Linked DNA regions of Zea mays: all the other regions are linked to region 3. Evidence: chromatin contacts called from public Hi-C data. All regions are on one chromosome and are shown on one strand. Each heading gives the region's core, a stretch centred on a gene start, on an enhancer-like site or on the middle of the called end of the contact. The rest is flanking DNA. Distances are from core to core; before and after follow the strand shown. Region 1 holds the start of LOC103638205 (Helicase protein MOM1). Region 2 overlaps LOC103638205 (Helicase protein MOM1). Region 3 has its middle 130 kb from the start of LOC103638202.

Evidence for each region. Hi-C and Micro-C count contacts between places; a contact is called where the count stands out from the background.
Region 1: a contact with region 3 is called in a Hi-C map of tassel, with 2.8 times the contacts expected there. The contact joins the promoter of LOC103638205 here to the enhancer-like site in region 3. A contact is called at or near these places in 6 of 25 Hi-C or Micro-C datasets (ear, endosperm, leaf and 2 more).
Region 2: a Hi-C map of tassel shows a contact between it and region 3, with 1.6 times the contacts expected there. The contact joins two enhancer-like sites.

The regions. Positions count from the first base shown.
Region 1 is chr9:32,129,179-32,132,151 of Zm-B73-REFERENCE-NAM-5.0, reverse strand. LOC103638205 (Helicase protein MOM1) reads right to left here and starts at 1,307. Exons shown (of 21, transcript XM_008661197.4): 1 at 932-1,307; 2 at 166-822. The coding sequence starts at 667.
Region 2 is chr9:32,156,629-32,159,690 of Zm-B73-REFERENCE-NAM-5.0, reverse strand. It overlaps LOC103638205 (Helicase protein MOM1), which reads right to left. Exons shown (of 21, transcript XM_008661197.4): 21 at 2,028-3,062. The coding sequence ends at 2,566. LOC103638206 (a long non-coding RNA gene) reads left to right here. Exons shown (of 3, transcript XR_558621.3): 2 at 1-1,025; 3 at 1,135-1,577. Among protein-coding and RNA genes, the nearest start is that of LOC103638206, 3.5 kb to the left of the region's middle. Within about 2 kb of position 1,745, at least 7 of the 20 cell types and tissues checked have an H3K27ac peak or open chromatin away from gene starts, as enhancers often do. A contact at or near this core is called in tassel, where this site is marked.
Region 3 is chr9:31,817,932-31,820,774 of Zm-B73-REFERENCE-NAM-5.0, reverse strand. No RefSeq gene overlaps it. Among protein-coding and RNA genes, the nearest start is that of LOC103638202, 130 kb to the left of the region's middle. Within about 2 kb of position 1,309, at least 19 of the 20 cell types and tissues checked have an H3K27ac peak or open chromatin away from gene starts, as enhancers often do. A contact at or near this core is called in ear, endosperm, leaf and 2 more, where this site is marked.

The DNA of each region.
Region 1 (2,973 bases), core at 58-2,557, 310 kb before region 3:
GTGCAGTTCTTTTTAAGTAATAATATTGAGCATTTTAAAGCAATCTGACAAGTGGAATGTTTGCAACAGAGAAAGTAAGTAATGAGCTGGATTAGCGAGACTTCAAAAAAATACCCATCGTGCAAAAAAACCATTAATTCAATGAAATGGCATGGCATCATGTACCAGATTCTTCTCCTATATTGAAGAGTGCAATGTAGCTCTTCGCATGCAGGAGCCTTTTCTGCTTCTTGGACGGTGTAGAGGCAGTCAGAGCATCATCTTGGGTTTTTCTTTTGGTGGAGGCGGGCGTTGAGGTTTCATTAGGTTCTTGTTTTGAAGGAGAAGGTGAAACACTTGTGTTCCTAACTCTGGAGGGCTTTTTTGTTGAGTCTTTGGGGTTGTTTGGCAAGGGTGTGGATTTGGGGGTAGCAATTGCAGTGGCATCCTTGGTGGGCGTTTTAGCAGATCTGTGAAGGGGTGGTGTGTCAGCAAGTCTAGATTTGTGCTTTCCTTTGTTTTCTCGAGTGGACCTCCTGAGGTTTGGTGTGTGAGCACTGGCAGCTGCGGTGTTCCTGGTCTCCCTTCCATCGGCAAGCTTCCTTGTGGCAGTTGCAGAAGCAGCAGCTGGAGGAGAAGAAGGGGGGGGAGGGGCATCTCCTCCTCCTCCTGACCGGGTATTAGCCATGGATCAGTAGTAGCAGCAGCAGATCAACACCTGGGTCAGTTCAACCGTTTGTTCCTCCGAGGTGCGAATCACGCCCCCGCCCGCGGCACCGGCAGCGAACTCGTCCCCCAAAATCGCCGGCGAGCCCGAACCCCAACAACCCGAGGCCACTACCTCTGCGAGCGCGCGATCAGTCGTCAGAAAGAAATCTGTGTAAGTAGCAGGGTAGTCTGAGGAAGAGCAGGGGAGCGGAAGGAAAACGAAAGAGAAGCATGGATTACTTACCAGCCACGCTCCACCGGCAATGGGTTGAGAAGAAGAGATTTGTGGGTCCTGGAATCCGCTGCACCAGCTACCCTAGCTAGGGCTTGGCAGGGACGGGAGTGCTTGCACGGCGCTGGAGGAGGAAGGTCAGCAGGAGGCGGCCCGGCACGGCCCTGCCGAAACCCTATTCTACCTCCCCCTCCCTGACCGCCTCGTCTGATCGTCTCGCGAACACGAGGGGTTTTGCGGGTGAGGAGGCGGAGTCGACCCCACCGACCAAAGGAAGACGGAGAAAGGCGTGATCGGATGGTGTGCTCTCTCCTCTCTGTGGCTCTTCGCTCACTCAGACTGGAGTCAGTCTAAAAATAACTTTTAGTACCTAATCTTTAGTCCCCTCAATGGGTGTTGGTTAGAGGGATTAAAGATTAGTCTGTAGTTTTTAGTCCTATTTAGTCTTTTTTAGTTAAACACTAGGACTAAAATATAGACTAAAATGATTTAGTCTTTAGGGGGTGTTTGGTTAGAGGGACTAAAGATTAGTCTCTAGTTTTTAGTCTCATTTAGTCCCTTTTTAGTCAAACACTAGGATTAAAATATGAACTAAAATGATTTAGTCTTTAGTCCTTCACATATGTGCTAAAAGGGACTAAACCATATTAATTCCACATTTACCCTTTGTTTAGTTCAATTGTACTAATAGCAGGAGAATGTTAAAGGTCATTTTAGTCTTCTTATGAGTCATTTAGTATATTTTTACTATTTTTAGCCCCTAGAACCAAACATGTTAGAGACTAAACTTTAGTCCCTAGACTAAAGAAACCAAACATGGCCTTAGTCCTTCACATATGTGCTAAAAAGGACTAAACCATATTAATTCCACATTTACCCCTCATTTAGTTCAATTGTACTAATAGCAGGAGAATGTTAAAGGTCATTTTAGTCTTCTTATGAGTCATTTAGTATATTCTTACTATTTTTAGCCTCTAAAACCAAACATGTTAGGGACTAAACTTTAGTCCTCTAACTAAACTTTAGTCCCTAGACTAAAGAAACCAAATATGGCCTGACTCCAACACGAAGTCATTTTAGCCATTCATGTATTTTGCTTGTTATAGTCATGTTTGAAAATTAAACCAGTTTTTATTTTTTATCTAGAATAGGCTAACTTCTTAGTTTTTAAGAAACGGGGAATCCAGTTTCTATAAACTAAGATATAAACTAGTTTATTTAGAACCAGTTCAATTTTTATAAACTAGTTTCTTAAAAACTGAGTGCATACATTAAATTGTTATGGTTGTTACAGGTAGTTTAGCTAGTCATATAAATTTAGTGTATTCAACAAAAAATCATTTTACCATCTAGTATCGGGTCGGTGGTGAATGGTGGAGTTACTCTGTCATTGAGACACATATTAAAATGGTTGCCCCCTTTCTATACCATTCATTTTAGCTTTCCTTTCTCACCTCATCCAAAATGATTGTTCTTTTTACCTGTCCTGTTGGATAAACACTACCGTACCTATATAACATCTAGTTTAGCTTTGGATGTCCTTTAGTTGTCCTGTTGGAGCCAGGGCTCAGAGGCTAACCAACCTATGTTATGCTAATTACTAGCTATTATAGCGCCACGTAGCCCTTGAATTCGTAGTCGTCCGATAGATTACCAACGAACACGCGACCGTTTCCGTACACCCTTCCAACAGGCCGGTGTATCCATTTAGAGCAAGTTTAATAATTGCCAATGAACATGCGACTGTTTCCGTACACCCTTCCAGTGGCACTGTGTATCCATTTAGAGCAAGTTTAATAGTATAGCCAACTATTGGCTATAGGACCTTTGCAATCTACCTTATAGTTGTAATGTACAATTGTTACCCATTTGCAATCAATATATGGTTCACTTTGTAGGATCTAGGACACTGGCTAGATGGGGTGAATAGACGGTTGACTAAAATCAAAGACACTAGAGAAATTTAATCAATACGACAAAAGATATAAATTCTCTAGCTAGTAGAAGGATGCAACTAATGGGAAACTAACGATATCAAAGTTAAAAATGAATGA
Region 2 (3,062 bases), core at 496-2,995, 340 kb before region 3:
CACTACTATAGCTTACAAAGAAGCTATAAAGACATAGGCTGATTCAGATTTGAATTATAAGTGGAAACCTACATTAGAAGAATGAGATTTGTTTGCTGCAATTGAGCCAATTCTAGCCTCTTTAGGAACCACTACACTGTCAACTTCTTCCTACCCCACCGCAAACCTATTCTATCCCCATAATGTGGATGTCAAAATTGCATTGAGAGCAGCAATGGTTTCTACTAATTTTAATATGAAAAAATGGGTATTGCGATGATGGAGAAATTCAACAAGTATTGGGAATAAAGGAACAATGTTATGGTGATTGCTACTATCCTAGATCCAAGGTATAAGATGAGATATATTGAGTGGTGTTTTGGTAAGATTTTTTATGTAGACCAAGTTGGATTTGAGATAGAAGAATTTAGAGACGAATTGGAAAAGTTGTATGAAGACTATGAGATGCAACATAGAGAGAGAAAAGCTGCTCAAAGCAAGCTTAGTGCATCATCATCATTGGCAATGAATAGATCTTGTAGTTTGCCTACTGCATCATGTGAGTTTCAGTCATACTTATCATCTACTGAAGTGAATCCATCAAAAAGTGAGTTGCTCATCTATTGGATGAAACAATGTGAGTTTGGCTGATAAGGATTTTGATTTGCTAAGCTGGTGCAAGGTTAACTCACATAGATTTCCAGTGGTGTCGAGGATGGCAAAGTTCTTAATTGTGCCCGCTACCTCTGTGTCTTCAGAGTCTACTTTTCGCACTGGGGGTCGAACTCTAGATGACTATCGTAGCTCTCTAAGCCCTTCTATGGTAGAGGCATTGATATGCTCCTCTAGTTGGATTCGAAGTGCACATGATGGGAGTCATATGTATTGTAGTATGATATTCTTCTACTTTTTTATTCTAGTGTGTTTTCTATTTTTTTATCAATGTAATGCTCTATTTATTTTTTGGAGCAAGATGAAGAAGACGATATTGAAAACAATGCATTTCCAAAAAGTTTGGTGGAGAGCAACTAGATCTTGATATCTTTGTAAGTTTGTATCATGCTACTACTAAGTAGTAAGCGATTACCTACTTGAGTGGTTTTGATCTTTAATTTTTTTCATTAAATACTTATTGTCTTATTTGATGCTTTGTAGTGGACAATTGGATGGTTGATCACATAGCAAGTCGCATGGATGATGGACTCATCAGTCATCACTCATGGACATGTTCACATGGATGAGCACACAACAAGTGGCATTTGATTCTGGAATTTTGGATGGTGGTAGTTGCATGCCACTTGTATTTGTGTAACTGTGGGCTGTCACCTGTTAGGTTGTGCGGCTGTGGCATGGTTCTTTACTTCTTTTGTTTATCTCTTCACTGTTTAGACTTGAGAATTTGTAGTTGCATTCGTATTGCAGACTTTATTGTCTTACTGTTGGAGATGGTAGTGATGTTACTGAATACTGAGGTAGTGTAACTGTTGGAGTTGGCAGACTTTATTGTCTTGCACTTTTGCTATTGGAGTTGGTATTGCAGACTTAAGTGTTATTTCAGTTTGTGAGTAATGTGACTATGTCCCCTTATGTTTATTCAAGTCATAAAGTATTCAACATTTAACTTGTCTATAAACTGTTATTGCAATTTGCATTTTAGTGCTAGCAGTTTGCATTTTAATTGTAGTGAGACTGAGGCACTAGGCAGCAGGCCGGCTCGCAAGCCTGTTACGAGCCGAGTCGAGCCTTCATGTTGAGCTTGTTAGAGAGCCGTGTTGAGCTTGTTAGAGAGCCGAGCTCGCACACCCCCACGCTACATCATCTCTCATTAACCCAGAGTTATTGAGTCTCTATAAATGTCCTTACTATCATGGTGATCGCCGTCAGGCTGTATAAGCGAGCCTATAAATACAGATACACACTAGTAAATCCAAATCACATAAAACATAAATGTACATATATAGAACAGGTATAAATACAGATACATAGATAGCTAGCTATATAGATATAAAACTTAACATAGGACAGTGCTGCCGTATTTCACCAAGAAGAGAAATACAATACAACGTTGAAGTGACCGCCTTGGTCTAAATTGCTCTGTTACATACTCCCGCCGTTTCAATCAAATATATACAAGAAAATTTCAGCATTTATTATACATAATAACTATCATGGAGATGTTGCTACTGTTTTTTGTTGCTACTGTTTTTTTAAGTCAAACTAAAAAAAAGAAACATACGTAGAACCAAAACGATACACGGAGCTAGCACTCCGGCCTACAACGAACACCTCAGGGAACTAATCAATGACAAACATGTACAGAAACCTCATAGCGCTTGAAACCCAACTCCATCTCAGAGGTTAATATCCACATTCCCCAGAGGTTAGCGATTTACAGCAAACGTTGGCAGGCATTTGTCATAATACACATTTACAATGAACTTAATAAAACTGTCATTGCTGTTACCAGCCATTCACAGCACAAACAACATTCCCACCTTGTCAGAACGGACTCAAGGGAGCCGTAAAATAATGCCTAGTCCTTTCAAGCAGTCATCTATAACTGTCAGCCTTGTACACGTGCTAGCATCATTCATCATCTGACAGGCATACCACATCTATCTCGGAACCACCATTTGTAGCAGAAGCAATCGCCCCAGGCGAATTACTGCTGGCAGGAGCAATCACCCTAGGTGAATCACTGATCAACCCAAGACTGGTTGTAGTTGTAGCAGGAGTCGTTCCCCTAGGCACATCACTGCTCAACCCAAGACTGGCTGTATTTGTAGCAGGAGCCGTACCCCTAGGCACATCACTGCTCAACCCAAGACTGGCCGTATTTGTATCAGGAGCTGCCCTAGGGGCATCACTGCTCAACCCAAGACTGGCTGTATCCTTAGCAGGAGCTGTAGACGCATCATTCAACCCAAGATTAGCTGTAAGCCATGCATCCAGCGATAGGGAACCAGAATCTGGCAGCTGCATGCCTGTAGGGATGGAAGGCATTGTTGCATTCGAGCCTTTCGGTGCCCCGGCTTGTAAAGTTGGGTTAGGAGTTGGTGGCACACGTTGTGCCAGGTGACTAG
Region 3 (2,843 bases), core at 60-2,559:
AAATTAAGTGCATAATTCCTACCTATGTTTCATAACAAAATAGGGTTATCAGATGATAAACAATATTAATATGAATTTATAGCAACCGGAATTGATCAATTTGGAGCTAAAATGGATTTAATATGAATTAAACAAGTTTCCAGATTTATTTTACACTAAAAACCCATTTTCTTATTTAATTCAGAGTATTCCTAATAATTCTGGATTGGGCACATAGTTTCTAGGAAGATCAGGTTTGTTTTCGCTAACTTTAGGTTCCCTGCGTAATATTCCTTATGAAAGGATGGACGGCGGGTTGAATGGATTAAAGTCGAGGGTCTCTTATGCAAAAATACTACGACGAAGGGGTATGGTTCGGTTATGACTGCCCGATCAGATTCAACGGCCTGGATTAGACCCTTCTTAAATCGAAGCGGTATGCTATGTGGACAATCGGATCAGAAACCTACGGCCGAGATCTTATTAGGCCCCCATCCACACACCCGTTTGATCTGAATCGAATGACTTATGTTACACCTACCCAAACCGATATCCGGATTTGATTTTGACCGCCTGATCAAGAATCGGCAACCCGGATCGTTATGCGCGAAGGGGTACATTTGATCTAATTGCAGCCGTTAAGCGAGCAATCGACTGACGTGACCATATCTCCCATCCCAGAAGAACACGACAGCGCCGCATGGCATACCCGCGAGGCCGCGATGGAGCTTCGCCGGCGGACACGCAATCCGATGCCCAAACACCCCAAACCTAAAATTGTCCGGTGCTAAACCTAGAGGGGAAGATGGCGAACATGCGGAGAGGGGTCTCACCTAAGTCAGAGATGTGGAGTTCGCTGCCCACGAAGAGGCGTAGTCCGCACCAGAGGGCATGCATCGGCGAGCAATTGCCGCCACTCTGAGGTACTCCGCGTGCCACCGGTCCCCACAACCGAACCCACTTGGTTGCGCTAGGGACCCTGCCACCCCCAGACTCGGATTGAAGAGGCCCCGCGGGATCTCACCTCGCCAACTGCGGCGGTGCTCCACAACTATGGTGATGGCGACGAGGTTACCTTGTTCTGGGTGGCGAGAGATGGTCCAAGGGTTCCAGGGGTACGGGGCTCAGCTCTTTATAGCATGGAGTCTGACCCGCACACCCGGGCAACGGCGGTTGGAGCGGCCCGACCGAGAAACCTGGCGCCGCTATTCTGTTGTGGTGTCTTCGATTGAGGGGTTAGTGATGACGACCGGGTCCCACATGTCAGCGTGTACAAGACTCGCGACAGGCTTGCGCCCTTGCGTGTTGAAACGGTCTGGCCAGACGGCCCACATGCCATAGACACCAAGAGAGGAGGAGCGCTAGGACCCACACGTCGGTGAGGCAGGGCGAGTGAGGAATGGGCCGCACGCGACAAAGGGGGAAAAGGGGATGGTCCGAAAACCTCGGTGGCGGCCTAGTATGAATTGTTTCTTTTTTTTTTCTTTTGTATTTCTTTCAAAATTTCAATTCCTTATTTCAAATTCAAACTCTTGTTTTTGAACTTCAACTTTTCAAGTGTAAAAATTAATCTTTATGTGAATATAAACTCTACTGTTTACAATACTATTATCTATTCTTTTCCTTGTCATTTATTTATGGAAGGAATAAATGGTTTCATTCCCTTTCTCATTTTCTATTTTTTATGTTTTTATTAAAATTGAAGATCTGATTTATGTTTTCAATAAAATGTATTGCCACAAAACCATTAGAAGAGATCAACCTTTCCTTAACTATTTATTGTTTAGTTAACTAATTTAATTTTATTAATTGATTATGAATAGGAAGGGTCCTTATAAATTCCTAAGGGTTTAAAAAATTCTAGAAATACTATCAAAAATATATTTATTTATTTATTTTATTATTTTCCCTTCTATCATTTTTGGGCTTTACATTAGCCTACCTCGTACCCGAGCAGCTACGATTCTATATGGCTGATTGTGGACCGCTTAACAGAGGTGACCCATTTCATACCAGTGGAGAAAACATATAATGGAGCAACGTTAGCTGAGTTATACATGTCTTGGATTGTCTGTTTGCATGGTGTGACGAAGAAGATAGTGTCAGATTGAGGTACACAGTTCACCTCTCATTTCTGGCAGTAGTTAGAAGAAGTTTTGGGCACACATTTGAAGTTCAGTTTAGCTTATCACCCACAGACCGACGCTTAGACCGAATGGACTAATCAGATTCTGGAAGACATGCTGAGAGTCTATGCATTGTAAGATAAGTCAGGTTGGGATAAGAAATTACCTTATGCAGAATTCTCCTATAACAATAACTACCAGGCCAGTTTGAAGATATTGCTGTTTCAGGCACTATACAGAAGGAGTTGTAGAACTCCACTGCTCTGGGATCAACCTAGAGAAAGACAGGTGTTCGGTCCTAACATTTTGCTCAAAGCTGAAGATAACATCAAAATGGTCTAAGGGAATTTGAAAATAACCCAGTCAAGGCAGCGCAATTATGCTAACACAAGAAGAAGAGAACTGAGTTTTGAATTGGGAAATTATGTCTATCTGAAGGTGTCACCTATCAAAGGAGTCAGAAGGTTCGGAGTCAATGGTAAGTTAGCACCACGATATATCAGACCATACCAGATTATGGCAAAGCGTGGAGAAGTGGCCTACCAGCTCAGCTTACCAGAAAGTCTATCAGCAGTGCATGATGTTTTCCATGTGTCTCAGCTGATGAAGTGTCTGTGAGTACTAGAGGAGCAGTTGCCAGTGGAAGAACTGGAAGTCCAAGAAGACCTGACATACGTGGAGAAGCCAAAGCAGATCCTAGAAACTACAGATAGAGTCACCCGAAGAAATACTATCAGA